3 separate regions of the Hordeum vulgare genome follow, and all the other regions are linked to region 3. A link is a contact called in public Hi-C data. All regions are on one chromosome and are shown on one strand. The core of a region is the stretch at or near the end of the contact, and the rest is flanking DNA. Distances in the headings are between cores, read along the strand shown. Region 1 holds the start of LOC123430669. Region 2 holds the start of LOC123427533. Region 3 holds the start of LOC123427531 (putative F-box/LRR-repeat protein 23).

Region 1 (3,679 bases), core at 208-2,707, 320 kb before region 3:
CAACATAATGGCCTCATTACAGCTGTACTTGAAGGTCTGATGCATGAGCACTCTATCTTCTGACTTCATCCTGCCCTTTACTTTCAGTTTAATGTCAAACTCAACAGGATCTATGACCGCAATTGCACGAGACGGGCCAGTCAATTGCAAAAAAGGATTCTGCATTTGTCAATAATCATAATTAACGCAACAGAGATGCAAGCAAAAAAAGAGAAACTGTGCAGAAGTTTTTCAGGAGGAAATTAAGTACAACCTTTTGAGAGAGTGCAACAGTTTCGCTAAGCTAGCAGTTTAGTGTCCAACTTAACTAGTACATGCTTATTTCTAAATGCATCTGTTCATAACAAATCAACAGTCCAGAAAAATAAAATACAAAAACACGATACAGACCTCTGGAGTGAGTTTCTGGCAGACATTCCTTTGACGCAAGAAGAGAATGTTGCGATTGTGATCCACGGTATCTCGGGCAGCAATCATGCCATACACACGCAGTGGCCACTTCAACTCAGGAATTCCCTTTATTTCTGCGACTTTGATGGAGTATATTTGTAGAGTGCTGGTGGCGAAGTCAGCATAAGAGGTGCGATACGTTGTACTGTGTGTGAAGTGCATAGGACTCAATGATGCTGCAGTCACCGAAAAATAAAAGATTCAGATAATTCATTCGGATACCACAAGTGAAGTAAATCTTTTCCTCAACAGAATGAACTAATTTGCTTCCTTGAGACATGCAACAGGAAGGAAGAAAAGCAATTAAGGTACGATGAGCAGAGAACATGTTTATTCACTCGCATCTTTGCAGGGACTGCTGAACATCCTGGACAAAGTTGATTCCAAGGAGCGACAGTAGATATCAAAGAACTGTTCAGTCTGCATCTTCTCCTCCATCCCCTCAGCTTCCTCAATCTCCAATTTTGCCACCACATCCCTCTCCACGCCTTCCTTTCCCATCTTCTTGGCTTGCTCAATCTCTAATTTTGTATCTGCTGAAGTGGAAAACCTCTCCGGCAACTCGTCGCTCCCCATGGCTCCCTTCACAGCCTCGATTGGTGCCTCGTCCGTCTCTCTGGCTTCCTCAATTTCATCCAATTTGATTTTGGTCTCCAGCTTTATTCTCGTGAGGTTGAGCTCAGCGGCAACCTTCTTCGTCGCCGACTTGATCTCCAATAACGACTTCTCGTGCTTCCTCCTTGCAGCATGCTCGATGCCCTTCCTGGATTCGGATTCGGCACTCTTTCCGTTCACCTTCCCTTCCATCTCAGCAACCCGATCTCGTATCCTCTGTGTTCCCGCGGCTTGCTCGACGCCCTCTCCGATACTTTTTCCCTTCGCCTCCGCTTCCATCTCCGCCTCTGCTTCCATCTCAGGAGACGGCTCTCTGGAACTCGTCTTTCCGCCGCCACCCGCCGCCGCTCTCCTTTTTCTTTCGATTTCGAGAACGGATTGCTTCGTTGGGGTTCCGACGAAAGGGGGAGATGTGGGGTGCACTATATATTGCGTCTCAGTCTCAGCCCGGCCCAGTAGAACGACACACACACTTCCAGAAGGAGCGAGAGGGTGCCATGGAAAACGCTCTTTGCGTCAAATAGACGGACAAACACAAAGGGGCGCGATTGACTGGGCAGTTTCGGTTTTTGCATTTTTTTTTGTCATTTTATTTCTTTCTTTTATTCCTTCTTTTTTTTCGTTTTTCGTTTTTCTGTTTCTGTTTCTTATTTTCCTTTTTTCTATGGTTATTTATTTAAACTAAGTTCATGTTGGAAAATTGTTTTTCAAATTCAGAAAATATTATTGCCTTTATAAAAATATATTAAATTTCAAATAACTGCCACTTTTTAAAAACATTCATAACATCAAAAAAAATTCGGGATTGTAAGAAATGTTCAACATTTTCAAAAAATGTTCGCGCTTTAAAAAACTGATCCTATTTTTCAAAAAAATATATTTTTTTCATTTTTTACTGGACTTTTGTTCCATTTTTCCTTTTTTGACATTTTCTAAATTTTGTTTTGAATTCCAAAAAATATTCTCGTGTTAAAATTTTGTTCACAATTTATATTTAAATGTTCCTGCTTCCAAAATGTGTTCATATTTTCAAAAAATGTTCATGTTTTAAAAAATGTTCTCCTATTCAAAAAACTGCACGATTTTTCAAAAAACGTTTCTTTTTTCATAAATTGGACACTATTTTCAAAATATGTTCTTGTTTCTGTTTTACGAAAAATGTTTCTATTTTTTACAAAACGTGTTCAAATTTTGTTCGCAAACTCTAACAATAATCATGATTTTAAAATGGTCGGGAAGTTTATAAAATGTTCTTCATTTTCTAAAAAATGTTTGCCATTTCAGAAAATGTACGTAAGTTCAAAAACTGTTCCTGTTTTAAAAAGTGTACATAAGTTAAAAAATCCCGTTTCAAAAACTTTTCAAAAATTTCAAAAAATGATATTTTTTGCAAAAAATTGCTTTTTAGAAAAATATTCTGGATTTTCTAAAATGTGTTTCCAAAAAAGGTCTTGTTTTTCGAAATTTGTTCACAAGATTCAAAAATTGTTCACGTTTGTAAATTGTTCAGTATTTTTTAAAATTGTTCTCATTCTTAAATTTTGTTCTCAAGATTCAGAAAATCCACGTGCTTTTAAAAAATTGTTCATGCTTCCAAATTTGTTTGGGGTTTTCAAGATTGTTCTCAGTTTCAAAGTTTTGTTCTCAAGATTCAAAAAATGTTCGTGCTTTAAAAAATTGTTCGGTGTCCAAAATTTGTTCAGAATTTTTCAAAATTGTTCTTGGTTCTAATATTTGTTCTCAAGATTTAAAAATTGTTCATGCTTTAAAAGATGGGAAAGTCTTACCTTTCACCGGCTGATCCGCGCGATCCATCCGCCGGTCGCTCGTTCATTGGATCTCAAAAAATGTTCGTGCTTTAAAAAATTGTTCGGTGTCCAAAATTTGTTCAGAATTTTTCAAAATTGTTCTTGGTTCTAATATTTGTTCTCAAGATTTAAAAATTGTTCATGCTTTAAAAGATGGGAAAGTCTTACCTTTCACCGGCTGATCCGCGCGATCCATCCGCCGGACGCTCGTTCGTTGGATCTCACCTCGACCTAATAACCGTTTTCTGAAAACGGTCCGTCGTTTCAGAAACTGGAACAACGTCTAATCGCGAACCGTTTTCTGAAACTGGATCGTTGTTTCAGAAACTGGGCAGTTGTTTCAGAAACTGAAACAACGTGGTGACCAGCTTCCCAGAGATCAAGAGGCGACGAAGGTCGGCGGGGGAGAGGTACTCGAGGAGGTCGTGGTAGCGGAGCACGTCGGCGAAGTCGGACCTGTGGCGGCCGCGAACGCCGAGGGAAACTGCGGAAGGTCGGCGTTGGGCACGGCGAGGAGCGTCAGCAAGCACCGCCTGGACATCAACGACAGCGGCTGGAGGCGGGAGGAGCGCCAGCAGCAGCAGCCCTGTCGGCGCGAGGAGGACGAGGCACCGCAAGATCTGTTTCCGCATCTATTGTTTTCGCAACGCAGCTATTGTTTCTGCACCTCGGCCTCTGTTTCATAAACTATTGGGTGCGGGAACGTAGATCGGACGACTGCACTGATACATCCAACAGTCATTAAGGTGACGGATGCGTAGCAGCCCCCTTGAAAGATTGTTCGCGATCTCAAATTTGTTCATGCT
Region 2 (3,293 bases), core at 227-2,726, 270 kb after region 3:
GTCAAGAGGGTTAAAGAAACCAAACCATGACGTAAAACAACAAAAGAAAAGATGTTGAATTAATCACATCAATGGTCAGTCATTGCTCTCCTCGAAAAAACGCACCAACTGTCAAGATATGAAAAGAGCCAATACATTTAAGGACACAAACTCACACATGCTCTTCCTGGTGTCAGATTAGATGACTTTGAGGTAGGGAAATACCTTACCCCAACATGCCATCACTGCCACAATCTCGTCAATGTCACCACCACTCATATTTCCGTCGGACGGGGAAGAGGGGGGACCAATGCGGCAATGTGAGGGAAAAACTTGGCTGCGATGGCTACGGTTGAGAGAGAAGCTTTGTTCAAATGGCATTCACTAGTTGCTCCTCATGATGTAAATGGACAGCTCGTTGGACGTTGTGGGACTTTCCCACTCTGACCATCACTTCTTATGTGGGACTATGACAGTTCAATTGATTTTTTTTGTGATGTAGGTGGTGTCCACATAGCACCACATATTTACAAAAGCAAACTAACACATATATACTACAATACAATGTCATTAGTACAGGCCTAATTAATATCCCCTCCGATCATTCATTACAGACCAAAACATGGTACGGAAAATTGGGAACTGCAAACCTCTAGATTCAACATTTGTCTACAACTTAGATTATGAAAGCTGAACCCAAAGGAAATGATTCTAGCCATCAAGATGTAATGAGGAGTGATGAATCCACATCAATGCGATGTCTGAAGTCTGAACCTTTCATCTACCTAAAAGGGAATGGCATGCAATCTGAAGTCTGAACATTGCTCCATATCATTATGTTGTTAAGTTGTTGCAACCTGAATCTGCATCAATCCTCACTGCCTACTACTCCGCCACTCCTGCATCCACCGGTCCCATCTCCCATATGCCGCGTCGCAGCAGAGGGGGAGAGGAAGATGAGCATGAGGGTGAGCAGAGCAAAGGTATCGTGCAATCGTTGCCAAAGGCCTCATCCGCCGCCCAGTTGCGCCTGCCATCAAAGCGGACGTCGTCGTCGCAGGAGCTGAACACAGTATCGACATGATTGCAGAAATAGTACCCTTGCAAAGCTCGACTCGGTCTCCGATGCTTCTTGACGGTGGCCTCTTCGAGAAACGTGGCGGCGACGGCGGCGAGATGGAAGGAAGGGATTGAATGGGGATGCGATGCCGGCGAAGGCAGCGACGACGACATCGGGCATGTCGAATGCAGTGTCGTTGTCGCTGGCCTCACGGGCTTTTCTGGTTGTTCATTTCTGCCATTTCTTTTTTTTTAGACGTCCATGGATGCCATTTGATCTTTTTTGGTGGATGGCTGGGACTAGTGGGACCCAGCGCCACTTACCGAGTTGCTCCGCCTAATTTCATTTGAATTCGAAATTTCAGAATTGGTGAGTAGAGCCAACTTTAATGCGGGTCCCAGCTCCCATCTGCCAAAACTGAATCGCTCTCTCCGCCTCCCTTTCGTCCCCTTCTCCGCTCGCCTCCGCCTCCGCCTGTCCGCCCCCACGCTCTCCTAGCTCCCCATGGCGGGGGACTCGCTCGCTCCGAGCCAAACCGGAGCAACGCCCAACCGCCTAAAGCGCAAGGCCCCTGCATCTTCCCCCGTCGCCTCCTCCTCCACCTCCTTAGGAGCGGACGAGGCGGCCGGCGAGGAGGACATCGAGGAGCTGGAGAGGGAGGTGGCCGATCTGGGCCGCCGAATACTCGAGCGCCGCCGTGACGCCGCCGTCCGCTACACCAAAGCTGTAGCGACGCGCCTCCTCGGCCTCCGTCCGCCCGCCTGCGTAGGTATGCGCGCTTCCGGCCTTGCTCCGGTGCTAGGGTTTCCGCTTAGTTCGTCCCGTTTTGGAGCTTTCTGTGATTTGCCCGTCGATAGGCAGTGCTTCAGGTATACTTAGAGAAAAATTCCCCTGTCAGGGCTTGGGAACACGGAGACATGGGTATAAGCGAGCATTTTAGATCTAAGTTGAGAAACAAAGGGACGGACTTTTTTTCTGTCTGCACAAATGTTCAGCAAATTTTCAGAGGAGTCACTGATTTTAGGTCTAGGTAAGTTATAACTTGGTCTCTGGTTGCCACTGGCAGTTGACAATATCTCCTAAGGTTCAGTTTGTGCTTGCTAAGCTTGCATTGTGTTGCGCGGAACTAGCTTCATAATCAGTTGTGGGAAAATAAAAACAGAGACAAGCTTTATTAGCCAAACAGTAAAATAGGCAAAGTTTTGTTAGGTAAACATGATCATCAGAATTGACCGCAACGTGAAACAGATCCTAGAAATTCACGGTTATGTTTTCCTATGGTAATCTCAACTTAGTTCTGTTACGAAACAAAATGTTGGCAATTTATCATCTCATCTTACAGGATGTGTTGTGTTTTCTGCGAGTGACATTTACATATATTATATGCAAGAAAACCTGTTGCATGGTTATTTTAAGGCGCGAGCTGGCAGAGTGTATCCAGATTGATTGTATTGTAGTTTTAGCTGGGTTTGTTATTTGGTCGCCAATTGCTGAGAATTATTTGCCCAAGTGTTTAACCGTAACCCTGAATTATTAGCCCTTTCAAATGCCAAAGCTAAAAAAGTGGACTGTTATTTTAATTTTTTTGCCCTGTTTTCTCCATTGCAAATTCAACTAAATATGTTTGTCACCCATTGTTTTCGAGTCTCGCAACTAGTCGTCGCAAAAAAATGTCAACTTAACTTAGTGTCGACTAGCGACTTGAGTCGCAACTAGTCGCAACTGCAGGCTCAACTTTTTCCGAGTCGCTACCCTAGAATGACTCATCGACTCGAAAACCATCGTGTCACTTCATCACAAGTCAGCCCCTACTAATTTTGCTGTAATTTGCTAAAAAAAACCTGACTACAAGAGCCTGCTACTTTACCAACCATGGTAGATTAAACATTAATTGCCATGGAATGAATAAATGGCAAACGTGTAATAATGCAGTGACATTTTTACACAAATTTGGGTAGTTCACCAAGGCTGACATCAGTATTGATATTGCAGAAATTCCTAGTGAAGCGCAAGCTGCTGCTGAAACCTTGCACGTTGAAGCTGAACAAAATAGGATTGAAAAGGTAAAGACGTTGAAATTGAAGACAGAGGCAAATATAGCAGCTCTGCCCAAGGTAGTGGAGCAAATTAAGGAATGTGTTGCTCGCATGGACAAACTGGAGCGTTTAAATTTGAGTACACATCCTGTTTACGAAAGAAAACCGTAGCGGTACGCGGCGGGCCTGCTTGCTCACTTGGCAACTGTACGTTGGTG
Region 3 (3,495 bases), core at 297-2,796:
GAAGAGCTTCATTTTTATTATGATTCACGAAAACATTGTCAACAAAAAAACAAGTTTATTTTGAGTCCATTGGGAACGATTAGTTTCATTGTTCAAATCATGTAAACTACAAATCCCTCTTCAATGGCACTTCCATCCCCTATCCCTCATCAATTTCACTAATATCACTGCCAGCGGCATTTCATTTCCATCATGATTCACCAAAATATTGTTGGTAAATAAACAGAAGTTTATTATGAGCCCATTGGTAACAATGAGCTTCATTATTCGAATCATGTAAACTGCAAATTCCGTCTTCAATTTCACTACTATCCCCGCTGGTAACTTCTAAGCATGTGAGGTTGAAAAATAATACCAACATAATAATTACATAAACAAAGCAGTTGAAACTTGAAACAAAAATTATCCATAAGATTGTGTTCCAGAGAGTTCGGGATTCTACAGACTAAGTTATAAAGTATCAAATTCGCTTAGATACTAGGAAAAAAATTTGTTAAAAAAAGATTAGGTAAATTTGCACAAAAAATATGTGAAAGCCTTGAAAAATGTCGCATATATTAATAGCAATTTCACTCCCTTCAAGTTTAATGATATGACACTTCACCATTCGAGCTGACAAAACAATCTAAAAATGAAATATCAGTTGCTACTTCATACGAAAAGGTTTCACACAAGAAACTCATTATGTAGACATGAATTTGATGGTTATGGTTTTTTTTACTATGAATTTGATGGTTATGTTGCCTAATAAAATGAACATTCAGAAACTTGGAAGTCCCATATGGATTTACACATTAACAATCATAATCCAAACCAGATCATGTCAAATCCTATGGAGTAGTGCTGGCACATAAACAATCCTAATCAGCTACGTCAATAAAATCCTCAATTGCACAACAGAAAAATGCTATTAGTACAAATTTACAGACAAAGTTCCACTTTATCAGTATAGCTATATTTAGTTCTACATAGATCAAACGAGCATATGAGTTATCATAGAAAATAACATACTTATAATAAGTTAAATCAAATACAAGAAGGTATGGCAGTAGGATAACCTAACCAATTTTGTGCAGAAATAACTGAATGAACAGCATAGCGACCAGGCGACCAAGATTACAGGAACAACCGAACAAGGACAAATAAGCTTCACCTCTCGGCGAGGAGCATGAGGTGCTCTTCATCGGCAAACTCCGGGAGGAGCACAGCCTCCATCCGACCATCTGCCCGCGTTGCGGCGACCTCAAGGTCGCCGGTGAGAGCGGCATGTACAGAGACGATCCCTCTGGTGGCAGCGGTCCCCGCCGCGCGCCGGGCGGATGTCCGGGCTGTCCAGTCCCGGAGATCAACGCGGCGCCATGCGAGCGGGTCGCGAGCGGCGGCCCACCACGCGGAGCAGGTACGGGGTGCGCCGCCGGAAAGTAAATCGGGGGCGCCCACGCGAGACATAATCGCCACAAGGAGGTCGTGCTGCAGCTCCCCCCACGACCGGAGCGCCGGCGGCGCCATGGACGGTCGGAGAGCGGTAGGTTTGCTTTTTTCTTTCGCAAATGGAGAGGTGGGTTGTAGGTTGTCGCTGGTCGTGCCTGAGTATTTTACAAATGTAACCCTATGCCTGTTTGCTTGCTAAAAACTCCCACGCCAACATTGATTGCCAAGAATGCGTAGAGCTATCGGCCCTTTGCTCTGGAATAATAACCATTTTAAGGGACTGGGACAAAAAGTCATCCCGTGCAGGTCCGTTGGCCTGTTACGGAAAAAAGAAATGTTGGTAGCTGTATATCTCGTCTCCGCGAGTGATCTGCCCCCGGCGCGCCGGCCCAAACTTTCGGCCGGCCGCGCGTGAGTCGTAGGATTCACCAACCCCGCGTCGTCCGTATCGTTAGATCCGCATGCAACATTTTTCTTCCTATACAACAAAAATTCGATGCTATGCAGAAATTTTTTCAATGGTTCCAACAAAAAACAAAATTTGTAGTAAAAAAATATCTACGTGATCGTAGCAAAAAACGAAGCTGATGGTATGTGGTAGCAAAAGTCAAACGCCGGTTGTAACAAATATTTATGTGGCATGTATGCAACTTTTTTAATGAATGGTTGCAGCAAAACATGATGCCGGTTGTAGCAAAAATTAACACGGTTGTAGCAAAAGTAAAAAACATCGATTGTAAACGAAAAATCCGACGAACTGGAGTTGCAACCAAACGTATATGCAGCTTTTTTACTAGGACAAAACGTAGTAAAAAAATACTTGCAGCAAAAATGACGCTGGTTGCAACAAATTTAGACGAAAAATGTTGCATCCACTAACCAGAGAAGCGCGTGGGTGGAAAAAATGTTGCATGGGCCCGCGCGCGCGAGGGGGCGACCGACGTGTCGGTTCGGCCGGCGCGCGGGTGGGAAAGGATTCCCTTTTTACATGCCCTATGTCTCTTGTGGACTTGGTGGAATGGAAAATTTTAATTTGTGTCCGATGTTCCGCATGTCGCCGCCGCATGTCCCCTCCGAGATTTGTGCCCCCTGTCACCTCACGCCGTCTACTGCTTCTGTCGCCCTCGCCCTCCTTTTCTCCATCAATTTTTATGCTCAAGTGTGGCAAAAATTTTCCACGGCCGCCATTGACACCATGGACCCAGGGCCGGCCCATAGGTCGGGGCAACCGGGCGACCGTCATGGGCCCTGTGAGGTAGGAGGCCCGTTCTAAGTAGTTGTACAATATACGTATTAGGATATTTTCTTTTTTAGTGAGAAAAATAACAAAAAAGGCCCAAAACGTGTCAAAGAAAAAGTTCCAAGCCCACCAAGTACCTAGCAGTCCCGGACCAAAAGAACCGATCACACGCTGCTGCAGCACTCCATCGATCTCCACCAGTCACCTCGCCTCATCGGATCCTTCCCCAAATTCTCCAATCCCAGAGAACAGCTCCGTCGCTCCCGTACACTTTCAAATTTGAGGTGGCGCTCCCATGCATCCATTAATGGAGACCGATGGTGCTATCCCTATCCCCAATCACCTTTCATTGCATCCTAAACATTCCCCATCAATAGACGTTTGAGGCATCACCACATTAAAGATGGCACGTCTCACTCCTTTGCCTAATCAAGTGCTCTTTTCATTTGCTGTTAAACAGCCCGCCTCTCCGCCTTGGGTTGCTCCATCTGACACCTTTAATTCTTCTGTTCCTAGTTCCTACTTTTCTGTGGCCTATTCTTCAAACCTTCATTGGATCCAGAGATGAGAAGGGGGGGTTGAGTGTTGCAAGCTTGCAGATCTTGAAAACTACATCGACAATTCGACATCAAGCCATATGCCCATATTCGGGGTGCTTTTGTTCCCTGTATTGACAGTTTTTTTGCAATTGTTTTGTGACGTATGCTTTAAAAAATGTTTATCTAGGAGAAAAGAAAGTGAAAAAAAACACAAATTGTTCAAGTTGCTATCAGTTTTGGCAAGGTTTTCATACTTAGAAGAGCGAGATGATAGTTTCTTTGTGC

Evidence for each region. A called contact is a pair of places that touch in the nucleus more often than the background predicts.
Region 1: a contact with region 3 is called in a Hi-C map of leaf, with 4 times the contacts expected there. The contact joins the promoter of LOC123430669 here to the promoter of LOC123427531 in region 3. A contact is called at or near these places in 2 of 6 Hi-C or Micro-C datasets (both in leaf).
Region 2: a Hi-C map of seedling shows a contact between it and region 3, with 5 times the contacts expected there. The contact joins the promoter of LOC123427533 here to the promoter of LOC123427531 in region 3. A contact is called at or near these places in 4 of 6 Hi-C or Micro-C datasets (leaf and seedling) and 1 of 1 datasets of contacts at active chromatin or transcription factors (embryo).

The regions. Positions count from the first base shown.
Region 1 is chr2H:592,727,610-592,731,288 of MorexV3_pseudomolecules_assembly, forward strand. LOC123430669 reads right to left here and starts at 1,458. Exons shown (of 3, transcript XM_045114519.1): 1 at 789-1,458; 2 at 391-626; 3 at 1-159. The coding sequence starts at 1,362.
Region 2 is chr2H:593,324,806-593,328,098 of MorexV3_pseudomolecules_assembly, forward strand. It overlaps LOC123427533, which reads left to right and starts at 1,477. Exons shown (of 2, transcript XM_045111607.1): 1 at 1,477-1,808; 2 at 3,032-3,293. The coding sequence starts at 1,544. The coding sequence ends at 3,246.
Region 3 is chr2H:593,050,171-593,053,665 of MorexV3_pseudomolecules_assembly, forward strand. LOC123427531 (putative F-box/LRR-repeat protein 23) reads right to left here and starts at 1,547. Exons shown (of 2, transcript XM_045111604.1): 1 at 1,154-1,547. The coding sequence starts at 1,509.